2 separate regions of the Sus scrofa genome follow, and region 1 is linked to region 2. Evidence: chromatin contacts called from public promoter capture Hi-C data. All regions are on one chromosome and are shown on one strand. Each heading gives the region's core, a stretch centred on a gene start, on an enhancer-like site or on the middle of the called end of the contact. The rest is flanking DNA. Distances are from core to core; before and after follow the strand shown. Region 1 holds the start of RRP8 (ribosomal RNA-processing protein 8). Region 2 holds the start of RPL27A (60S ribosomal protein L27a).

Evidence for each region. Promoter capture Hi-C pulls out the DNA fragments that hold promoters and counts their contacts.
Region 1: a promoter capture Hi-C map of fetal liver shows a contact between it and region 2, with 8 times the contacts expected there. The contact joins the promoter of RRP8 here to the promoter of RPL27A in region 2. A contact is called at or near these places in 1 of 5 promoter capture datasets (fetal liver) and 1 of 47 Hi-C or Micro-C datasets (liver).

What each region holds. Positions count from the first base shown.
Region 1 is chr9:3,149,493-3,155,055 of Sscrofa11.1, forward strand. RRP8 (ribosomal RNA-processing protein 8) reads left to right here and starts at 2,670. Exons shown (of 7, transcript XM_003357134.4): 1 at 2,670-2,900; 2 at 4,703-5,069; 3 at 5,540-5,563. The coding sequence starts at 2,802. It overlaps ILK (integrin-linked protein kinase), which reads right to left and starts at 2,605. Exons shown (of 13, transcript XM_005656596.3): 1 at 2,491-2,605; 2 at 1,933-2,154. The coding sequence starts at 2,021.
Region 2 is chr9:709,917-715,473 of Sscrofa11.1, forward strand. It overlaps RPL27A (60S ribosomal protein L27a), which reads right to left and starts at 2,494. Exons shown (of 5, transcript XM_003482496.4): 1 at 1,278-2,494; 2 at 850-913; 3 at 390-465. The coding sequence starts at 1,280. TRIM66 (tripartite motif-containing protein 66) reads left to right here and starts at 1,655. Exons shown (of 23, transcript XM_021062260.1): 1 at 1,655-1,779; 2 at 3,659-3,882. The coding sequence starts at 1,766.

The DNA.
Region 1 (5,563 bases), core at 1,420-3,919, 2.4 Mb after region 2:
TTCCTGGGAGGCCGGTGTTCCCGCCCTCTCACTCAGCAGTCACCACCCCCTGCTTATCAGTCAGTTGTGCATCCCAGCTCTTAAATTTGTGCCCCAGCTTATCAGCCTTTGGCAGTCTAGCTCCAGAGCAGGCAGGAGGCTGTGGGCAAAAGCATGGGCACAGGGCTCTGCCCACTGCCAGGCTGCAGGTCACCTCAGAGCCTGCACTTGAACTCCCAAGAGGCCTGTGGGAAATTCACCCCCACTTCACATCCGGCATGTAGCCAGCTGGGCCCGCAAACCAGCGCCAGTTCCAGTAACACAGCTCCACTTCACCTTCTGGCGGCAGTTTTCCTAGATGCCAGGTTCAGGTTCGCTGGACCTTGTCACCCAAGTCTTTATAACCCTAGCAACAAAATGGGAACTGCTTGCTGTCTTTGTCAAAGCACCCTTTGAAGAACGACATGGAAAATGGCACAAGTGGCTGCAAGCCCTGGAGAAACAGAGTAGAGCTGACCAGGACCCAGACGCCCGGATGAAGATGACAGGGTCCTCGCCGCTCACACCCAAGACCTCCATTCTCCCAACCTTAAGAAGAAACATTTTAAAGAAAAGCGGCCATCCTCAATCAACCTTCACTACTGCTTTTCTTGCCTTCCTGTCTCAGCCAGCCTACAGAACCTGTCTGCCTTTGCTTTCTCTACGTCCTCACCGCCTGTTCAACCCGCTGCAAGGCCGCGGCCTTGAGGGCGAGCATGACAGCTGAGCCTGGACCCCTAGCACCAGCACAGGACGTGGTCAGTGTAGATCCTTAAATGAAGGAGCCATGTGTTGTCTGGTTTCTTCCCGTTTTCCTCGGAAACAGCCCTCAGAGAGGTGATCGAATATGTCATTAATTGTGTGAATTCAGTAGTTCCTTCCAAGGGCCTACGGTCTTTGCCCTTTTGGCAGCCTGTACCACTGCTGACCACTCCCCTTCCTTGAGGCCTTCGCTGCTCTAAGCCCTATGACCATAGCCTCCTGTTTCTCCAACCTCCAGGTACTCCTTTGGGGTCTGACAGGTTTCTCATCCCTGTGGGTTCAGACCCACCTCTTCAGGTGCCACCTCCGTGCTAATTATCTCCCAAAGCTGTGCCTCAAGGCGAGGGCTCTCCCGAAATCCAGGTCTGCACACCCAGCAGCCCACGCAGCAGCTCCACTCCACCACGTCGCCGCTTTAACGTGTCCAGGGTGGACCGCCACCCCCTTCGGTCTTGGCCCTCTCAGTGAAAGGACCTCCATGTACCCGAGGGCCTGGCCATCATTTCTGACCTTTCTCGCTGCCCTCACCAAGTCTCATTAACTCTTTCTCCTGCAGCTTTCAGGGTTCTGATCACTTCTTTCTCTTTCACCCACCCCGTTCTAGTCCAAGCCATCTCCACTTCTGGGATGCATCAGGCCGCTGCCTCTCTGCCATCTGCTCTTCACAAAGCATCCAAGATCCAGCAAGTCCTCATATCATCGCATGGCTTTATTAGAATAAATACTTGACTAAAGGCTACATATTCTTGCAGACCTTTGCAATCCTATCTCCTGTCATTCTCCACTTGTACCCAATACTGCAGCCCACAGCAGCCCACCTGGGTCTTCTGTTCTGGGGCCAGAGTCATACGGAACTCTGGACAATTTCCCGGACACCCTCTTCTGTGTCATGCCCCCTAGCTTTTGCCCAAGCAGTTCGGCCAAGCTGGAAAGGTTCTCTGCAGCCTCTGCCTGAGAAATTCTTACGGAGCACTCAAGTTTCAGCTCAAACAACAGCTTCCTGAGTGGAGACCCCCCCTGCCCCGACAGGCTGTGCTTAGCACTCATCCGACCGAGAGGAAAGTCCACCGCCAGCCCCGGACCGGAGCACCGCACATCCGGCGAGGACCAGGTCTTTGCCCTTCCTCTCCCCCACCAGCCACCTCAGCTCACCCCTGGTTGAGGTCGTTCTCCGTGTTGTCCAGCCACAGGCGGACGGCCACCGCGTTGCCCTCCCGGCACTGAGCGAAGATGTCGTCCATAGCTGCGTCCCCTAGATTGGGGAAGCGTGGGGACTGCAGAAGGATCCAGGCAAGGGGGGTGGACCCCAAGCTCTGTCCCCTACTGGAGAGAAGTCTTTTTGTCGGGGTGGCGGTCTAGGCGCTGCGTCCTGGGCTGCTGGAAGTGTGGACGGAATTAGGGGGGCAGCAAGGTGATCCCAGACTGTGTCTGTGCCCCCGGGCGCGAGGGCAGGGCGGGTCGGGAGAGGCAGGAGGTGCCTGGGAGGCAGCACCTCCCACAGGGATGTCGAGAGCCAGCCCCGCGTCCCCACCTGCGAACCCGGCTGGGGGGAGGGGGAGTTCGGGCGCCCTAGACGCTGCGGGAGGCGACCCTAGGTCCTTCCCGGCGGCGGCCCCCGTTCCCCGCTCGAAACGGAGCGGGCGTGGGGAGGGGTGACGGCCCGGCGGGGATCGAGCCGTGGGGAGGGGGCCCGGCTGCTCGCACACTCACCGGGCCTCGGGCTGGAGGAGCCTGCTCCGGGGAACTCCCGTCCGGCCGCGCCCGCCGCCCGGCCCCGCCCCGGCCGGGCCCGGCCCGCTCGGGCCCGCGCGGCCGCCTTGCCCCCGCCCCCGCCCGCCTTCCTGGCCCTTCTAGCCGCCGGTGTGTGAACTCGATGGTCCCCGGCGCCGCGCCGGCTTGTCTAGCCGCCGCCGGCACTCGGTGGTTCCCGGCGGCGCTCGGGCGGCTTGCGCGCCGGGAGCCCCGGGACGCGCTGCGCACGTGGAGAGGCGCGCGGGCCCCCGAGCTCGCCTCCCGGCCGCATGTTTGAGGAGCCCGCGTGGGCCGAGGAGGCCCCGGCCGTCCCGGACCCCCGGCCGGTGCCCTTACGGCCGCGGCCCCCGGCAGCCTCGCACACCAAGGTGAGCGGCCCCTCGCGCAGGGCGGGCGGACCCCGGAGCGGAGGGGCGCGGCGGGCGGGCTGGGGGAGGGCGGCGGCAGCCCCGCGGCAGGTCGAAGGGCCCGGGCTTCCGAAGGAAAATGCCGTGGGAACTGAGGGGGCTGGCGGGCGGGAGGTGAAGCCGAGAGGGTTTCTTGGACGCGAGAAGCACGTGCGGAGCACCCTGGCGCAGGAGAGCCTGTCCTGCTAGGATCGCGCCCAGGAAATAATCCGGGCGGTGGGAACACCGAGAGTGAGAGGCGATGCCCCAGAAGTTGGAGAGCTGGATTAGAAATTCCGCGTATAAGGAAGGGTAGAAAGAAGCCGAGGGAGGATTTTAGCTGGGGGATGATTTCTTCGGACTTCCGTGTTGAGGTCGTTGGTTCTTGCTGTGATTGGAAAGAGGAGGAGCGAGTGAGGGGCTGTCATTGAGCCCTGGGGGTTGTCAGTCCCTCCTTTCAAAGGGAGGTGGTGCCCAGGGTCCCTAGGGCCTCCAAGGCAAGTGCCGGCCTAGGAGGGCCCCGCAGGACTTGAGCCCGGAACGGCCCCAGGCAGTAGCCCTTCTTCTTCAAGCCTCTGCCCCACTCTCAGGCTCTTCCTACCCTCCAGTCCGCCTCGGCACGGCCTCTACCTGCTTTACTCCCTTCTCTGCACCCTCTCAGCCCAGCGCTGTAACCCAACCCCTGGGCTCTGCTACAGCTTCTCTCCTCCCCCCCTTTTCTTTTCTTTTTAGGGCCACACCCCCGACATATGGAAGTTCCCAGGCTAGGGGTCCAATAGGAGCTGCAGCTGCTGGTCTACGCCACAGCCACAATTAAGGCAACACCAGATCTGAGCCACATCTTCCACCTATGCCTTCGCTTGCAGCAGCACTGGATCCCACTGAGTGAGGCCAGGGATCGAGCCCACAATCTCATCGACATTCTGTCAGATTCTTAACTCCCTGAGCATCGGGAACTCCTTCCCCTTTCAGGTTGATCTCTATATTTCTTCTTCTTCTTCTTCTTTTTTTTTTTTTTTTTTTTGCTTTGTAGGGCCGCACCTGTAGCATATGGAGGTTCCCAGGCTAGGGGTCCAATCAGAGCTACACTCTGCTGGCCTACACCACAACCACAGCAATGCCAGATCTGAGCCACGTCTGACCTACACTGCAGCTCGTGGCAACGCCGGATCCTTAACCCACAGGGCAAGGCCAGGGATCGAACCTGCAACCTCATGGTTCCTAGTCAGATTCGTTTCCACTGCCCCACGACGGGAACTCCTGTTCTCTACACTTCTTTAATACACATGAGTGTGATCCTGTCACTCCTGTGTTCAGAAGCTTCCTTACCTCTCGAAAGGTACCAGCTAGGAGTTCCCTTATGGCACAGCGAATGAAGGATATGGTGGTGTCACTGAAGTGGCCTGGGTTGCTGCTGTGGCACGGGTTTGATCCCTGGTCCAGGAACTTCCACATTCTGCAGGCACAGCCAAAAGTAAAATAAAGGTACCAGCTAGAGGGAAAAGCCTGAGCTGAAGAGTTGGAACTCCTGGTCGCTGGCCTTGGTCCTGTTGCTCGTGGCCTCATCACACGTCTCTGGAGAACTCTAGTGCCTCATCACAGTGAAGCTCGTGGGGTGGGTGATTTCTCTGACCTCCAGCCTCCCAAAGGTGGGGATGGTGACAGGCTAGTTAGGTTGCCTGGGAATAATCCAGATGCCTCCACCCGGCGTCTGAGTCGGGTCCCTCTCTGACCCGCAGGCCCCAGCCGTTCTCCTGTCCCACTCTCACTCTTGTCTCCCCCAGGGATCCAAGCGCCGCCGGCTCTTGGCGACATTAAGGGTCCTGGAGGCAGCAGCTCTGCCCCGGCAGCCCCCCAGCCTGCCCGGTAGTGACTCTGAGGAGGAGGAAGTGGTGGAGAGGAAGAGGAAACACCCGAAAAAGGCCTTATGTGCCAGTGCTTCTCCCGAAGGAGAGAAGAAAAGAAAGAAGAAATGTCAAAATCGGGGCCCGCCTGGCAGTGACTCTGAGGTAGAGGAAGCGGCAAGGAACAGGTGCCACGAAGGGGCTCTTCGTGGCAGAGACTCTGCTAACAAAGAGACAGGAAAGAGGAAACACCAGAAACGGGCCCCTGCAGATCCTGCCCAGCACTTGGGCAGTGTTGCCCAAACAGGTATTAGTGTGTGTGGACAGGGCAGGGGTCGGCCGATCCTATGTAGGACAGAGCTGGGCTGCCACCAGAGGGTTTGGGCTTAGGGAATAAGAAGTACTTGCAGGCGTTCCTGTCGTGGTTTAGCAGGTTAAGAACCCGACTGGTATCCATGGGGATGCGGGTTTGATCCCTGGCCCTGCTCTGTGGGTTAAGGATCCGGCGCTGCTGTGAGCTGTGGCGTAGGTCGCAGATGCAGCTCGAATCCCACGTTGCTGTGGCCGTGGTGTAGGCTGGCAGCTGTAGCTCTGAGTCCATCCCTAGCCTGGGAACCTCCTTATGTTGCGGGTGCGGCCCTGAAAAAGAAAGAAAAAAAAGAAGCAGCAGCAGCCCTTTCATCCACAGTCTGTCTCAGGCACAGGGGTGTGACCAGGATGACGTGCCGATTCAGGGGATCTTGCCTCAGATATGCCTTCCTGTCTCCCTCCCTGCAGGTCCTAAAGCTTGGAATTCTAGTG
Region 2 (5,557 bases), core at 1,244-3,743:
CACACTTCTGTAACAGAGGTCCCCAAACAAATAGGGCAAACACTATCCCATTAACTTGCAGGCCTACGTGGATCTAACAGTTGTGTAAGTCAATTCAATGCATGTCACTAACCTGGTGACTGGCTATGCCACAGGGGGCGCAGCCAGTGAATAAGCTCAGCGGTTACTCTTCGAGGACTCTAGCACACTGAGGCAACAGCGGATACCCAAGCGTGACTCTAGCCTCGAGCTCTCAGTTCCCATGAAATGTCCACAGGACAAAAAGCCAACAACAAGCAAGTTTTGCAAGTAGTCAAAAGCTTGCTTCCCATCAGAGACGTTCCCAGCCACCCTCTGCCCCGACACCCGCGGTTTTCAGTACCGTGAAAGCACACGCTGACAACACTCACTATTTGTCGAAGTTGATCCTGTGGTGATGCATGCCACCCGCATTGCCCCGGCCTCCTGGGTGCTTCCGGTGTTTGCCTGCAGGAGCACACAGCTACATGGCCAACGGTCTCCTCCGAGCGCTTGCAAAAGCGCGCCCGTGCTTCTGTGCCTTTGCTTAGGCTGTTAGCAACCGGCAACACTATCCCTCTAGGCTCCAGGCTAAACACTGCGAAGCAAGGCTTCCCGTCGCAACACTAACGCGGTAATAACTGGCCTTCAACCAATTCAAGACTGAGCCCCGCTCAATCTGCAGGCCCCCAAATGATATCAAATCCTCTCAAAGCGGAGGGTTTTCAGAGAAAAGGCCAACGGCTAACGATCAAGTTCGACGGGCTCCACCGCACAAAGCTTCACCCACCTCTCTAAGCTCATCTGCCGGGGACAGCCCGAGGCCGGCCAGGACGGGAAACCGGCACTTACCGATGCGGCCGTGGCCGTGGCTCACGTGGCCGCGGAGTTTCCGGGTCTTCCTTAGTCTGGACGGCTGTGTGGGAAAAGGTGCCCGGGGTGAGGCCCTGGGAGGTGGGGCGGGGGCCACGCTTGCCAGCCTGGGAAGGGGCTGGGGCGGGGGTCTGCTCTGCGGCGCCTTCAGCGAAGCTGAACCAGGCTGATCACCGCCTGGTTCTCATCAGGGAGGCGCCCGGGTCCGCGTGTCTCAGGAATCCGGACTCCGGGAAGAACACGCGGCCCCAGGCTCCCCGCCCCGTCCCGGCCGCCCCGGCCGGCGGCCGGACGTGAGCGGCCTGGAGGATGAGGCCAAAGGCGGGAGCAGGTGGCTGGGGGAGCAGGTGAGCAAAGCTCGCGGCCTAGGGTAGCAACCACACGGGCGGACCAGGACAATCACCTACCATGTCGGCGGCCGCGACGCAAGAGGAAGGCCTCGGCAAAGTCTCGCGAGCTATCGGGCCCAGGGGCGGAGCCCACGCCTCACTTCCGGCTCGGGGGGCGGGGCCTGCGAGGGCGCGGATCTCGCGCGATTACAGGTCTTGCCGTTTTCGCATCCGGGGGTTGAGCTCGCCATCGCAGAGCTGTTCCGGGGGCGGCGGCGGGGCCGGGAGCCCTGCGCGGTGCAGTGAGTGCGCTGGCGCTCGCAGGCTGAGCTCTGCCGCCGGGGGCGGGGCTTGAGGGCTGCGGTGCGCGCCGCGGGCGGGAAAGCCGCCGGGGCCGCCGGTCTCAGCTCCCCGCCGACCGCCGCAGCCCTGAGCAGTCCCGCGGGTCTCGCTCTGGTTTTGGTGGCTGGCTCGGGCCGGGCGTAGCGGCCGCTTGGCTTGTCCCCTGGCCGCGTGAGGAGCCACTTTTGGCCTTCGGTGCCCACCGGGTCCTCACCCCGCGGCGTATGGAGCGTCCCAGGTCAGGGGTAGTCGGAGCTGTGGCCGCCAGCCTGCACCACGGCCGCAGCAAGGCCGGCCTTTAACCCGCTGAGCGGGCCCAGGGCCGAACCCGCGTCCTCACGGACGCCAGTCGGGTTCGTTAGCCTCGCTCTGGTCCTTTTAGGCTCCGTTTTTGATGTCTCGCCCACCTTCCCGGGCCTGCGCGCCCACGCTCTCGGTCTTCCTCGCTCCTTCGCCCTTGTGCCTGGTCCTGGCCTTGTCCTCGCTTTGAACAGCCTCAGTTCAGGGACCTCTGCGCTTGCTCGCGTTAAGGTCCTGTACTCTCCAGACCCTGTAGATTTTCCGCCGCTCTCTTGTAATTTTCACTGGCACCTACTGGGCGCGCCTGTGAGCCCCTCCTCTTCTGGACAGAGAACCCCCGCTCAGTCTGGACCCAAAGTGAGCGTCCCCTCTTGGAAAACTGACCCATCCGGTCACGGTTGCTCACATGCCCCCACTGGGCCTCCTCAAAAATCTAGGGCGTGGCTCTTAGAGAATCTTGATCTGCGTTTGTCTTTCCTGCTGGACCAAACTCCTCAAAGACTGGAGGATTATTTTCTTTTTATCCATGTACTCCCAGCTCCCGGCATGTAGTACATGTTCAACAAATGATCGTTAACTAAAGTGGAGGGGGCACCCTTCCCGTGTTAAGTCTCAACCAGTGTTCAGGATCACAGTCCATCAGTTAGTCTGTGTGTGTGTGTGTGGTTTCTGTGCCATGTTCTGTAAAGCTAAAATACTGCTTAGCTAAAATATCCTAAATTCTCCCTGTCTCTCTTTCCTACCCTTGCTCCTTCCTTTTCAGCCAAGTTCACCCAAAGAGCAGTCAACAAATCCTGTGCATTTGCTAGTTTCCTGTTCATCCTTTAATCCATCACAGTCTAGCCCTCAGTCCCATTATTGTAATTAAAGTGCTCCTACCAAAGTCATCAATTAACCAAACTCCAAACTGCATGGACTCTTCTCCATAGCACTTGTACTCTGTCTTAACCCATTTGACTTCTTTTTCTAGAGCACCTCTTGCATTCTTCCTACCAGTCTTCCTTTCAGGTTCTTCTGCCTTTGTCCACCGTTTAACTGTTGGTATTCTTCAGCCGTCTGTGCTTGCCCCTGTTAAGGTTTCGTAGGATGCCGTCTCTCCGGCGAGCTCATCTTGGGTGGCTTCCGTCTTCATCTGTGTTGCTGACTCCACAGTCGTATTCACTTAATTACGGGCTAGTTTCCCTCCGACATTCCGAGGGATGTCAGGGAGACGGAAAAAATTATCCTGAGCATCCTTTTCTCTGACACGCTGTCACCAAGTCCTTTTTTAGCCCTCCTGGCACTCCTTCGTGAAGGCCCTTCTCACATCGCTTCTCTGGGGTTCAGCGCCCTCCTGTGATCACCCTGCCTGCACTCCCCCCTCCAGCCCCTCCGTCCTTCACGCCTCTGCCAGGTTCATCTTCCCCAGCCACGACTCTCATGCTTTCACTTACTTCATCAACAAGTTCAGGAGCCCCAGCTGGCCCCAGAGAACAGCGCAGACTCCCCTCCACTTTCCGACACAGGTTTTCTACTGCAGCCAAACTTGAGCCATCCCTGCTGCCCTTCCTCCTGTGAGGTCCTGTTTCTCATGCCAGCTATACTCCCCCTCCTGACCGGAGGTCCTGAAGCTTCCTCTCCTTCTTCAGAGACCCACCTTATCCCCTCCCAGTGCCCAGCTATAATAGCCGAACACAGGCTGCAGTTTCCAGAGTGCATGTGCCTCAGGGGTCCGCACCCCCAGCCCCGGGTGCAGGGCACCGAGGCCCAGCAGGTTGCCTGGCTGCCAGGCGCCAGGGCTGCTGAGACAGAGCCGGGCCTGGTCTCTGTCCCTCCAGGTCTCCTGCCCTTTCCTCAGTGACCACACGCCCTCTGACCTCACAGTGCTGGGGCCTTCATCGGGCCTGGAGCCCTTCGTCCCATGCTGCCTGTCGCCAGCAGAAAGAGGGGCCTGGGGCGTCGGGGGCAAGGCCTGAGAAGAGGTCACCCTCCATCCGGCATCAGGAGCGGCCCGTGCGTGCGCGAGCGGTGAGCGGAGCTCCCTGGACACGGCCCCGAGGAGGTGAGCCGGGCAGAGCGTGGGCAAGGAAAGGTCACCCCCGGTGTCCAGCACGGAGGGGCTGCAGCCAGGACCAGGGCTGCAGGGGCCGGGGGCCGGGGCTCTGCCGCAGGGGCGTCGGCCGGCTGGCTTCTCGGCGCGCGGGCCCGTCCTCTGCCGACCAGCGCCCCGCGTCGGGTTCTGGGCTCGCTTGACCTTCGTCTCCTCGGCGGCTTGACCTCGGGCCAGGGAAGCGCCCTGGACGGCTCTCTGCCCCGGCTTTCCGCGCAGCCCCTCTGCTTCACTGGGCAGCCACGTGGCTGGGAGCGAGGCTCCGTGGGCCTGGTCGGGGCGGTCGGCTTCCCGCCGTCAGCGGCTCTGAGCGGGCGGGCGAGCAAGCGAAGCGGGTCCTCCCTCTGCAGAGGCGAGCAGGGGCCGCCGTGAGGCTCCGGGTGACCCGTCCTGCCTGCTGTGGTCCTGGACGGCACCTCCGAGGGCCGCGCTCTCAGTGACACCTCTTCTGAAGTAGAGGGTGTGCCTGTGGCATCTCAGCCCTCTGGGCGCCCCCAGGGAGTCAGGGCCTCAGCGGACACCCGTGCCACCAGCGGACGCGGGCGGGTGTGTGCGCACTGAGCTTTCTGCTCCCCCGGGGCCCTCTCCAGGTGGCCTTGTGCTCACACTCCCTTGCTCTCCTCTCCGGGTCCCTGAGTCACCAGCTGTCCTGCAGCAGCAGCACCACGGTGTCCCCGGGCTTGTTTTCTTGCCGTCCGTCCTCAGATGTGGGCACTTGGAAATACCACGGTGCTTTCCTTTTCAAGTAGAGGATGGTTAGTTTAAGATAAGAAGAGTCAGGATGTCTTTTCTAAGTGGGAATTTGAGAAAAACTCAGAAAGCCAGATTTATTTCAGAAAGAATTTTAGGAGTCATGCGTAATAGAAAAGACAGTAAAGTATTAAAAAAAATTTTGAAAAAAAAAATCGAGACGTCTCAGGTCGTCGTGCCCACTGTGCTGCTTTCGTGTCTAGGTGGGACCTTCCGGTGTCCCTGCACGTGGAGACACAGCTGTCTGCAGAGCCGGCGGCCGGGCATGCAAACCCCTTTGTATTCTGCTTTTCATTTAGGGTCGTTGTATTTTTCTGTGTCACTACCCAGTGTTCGTGATGATTCTTCTTAACCGCCAGCCCAAGAATCCTTTATCTTAAGTGTGTACTATAATTTCCTCTGCTCTTTTCTCATTTCTTTTCGTGTGTTGTTCTCATTGTGTTCTTTGCTGTTGGAGAAAATGATGCAGTGAACGTTTGTGTATATATAGCTTTTTCCTTCTCCTGTTGAATAGCTTGTCTGGGTTAAATTCCCAAGAGTGAGATTGCTGTGTTATAGGGTGTGAACATTTTTATGATTCATTTTATGTTGCTATATATATATATATATATACACCCACTTTTTTTTATGAATGGATTGTATCAGTTTATGCACCAGCAGCATGTATAGTTTCCAATTTCAACTACACCAGACTTAGGGAGTTTTTTGTTCGTTCTGTTTTTGCGTTTGTCAGTAGTTTTTCATATATAGCAATATGGACCACACAGCGTTTTTTTCAGTATAAAGTAAAAATAATGTAATTCAAGGACTAGGAGGCCTTCCTTTCTGTATTGGATAGAATTTTAAAAACATCTCACAGTGCTGTGTGGCAAGTGCA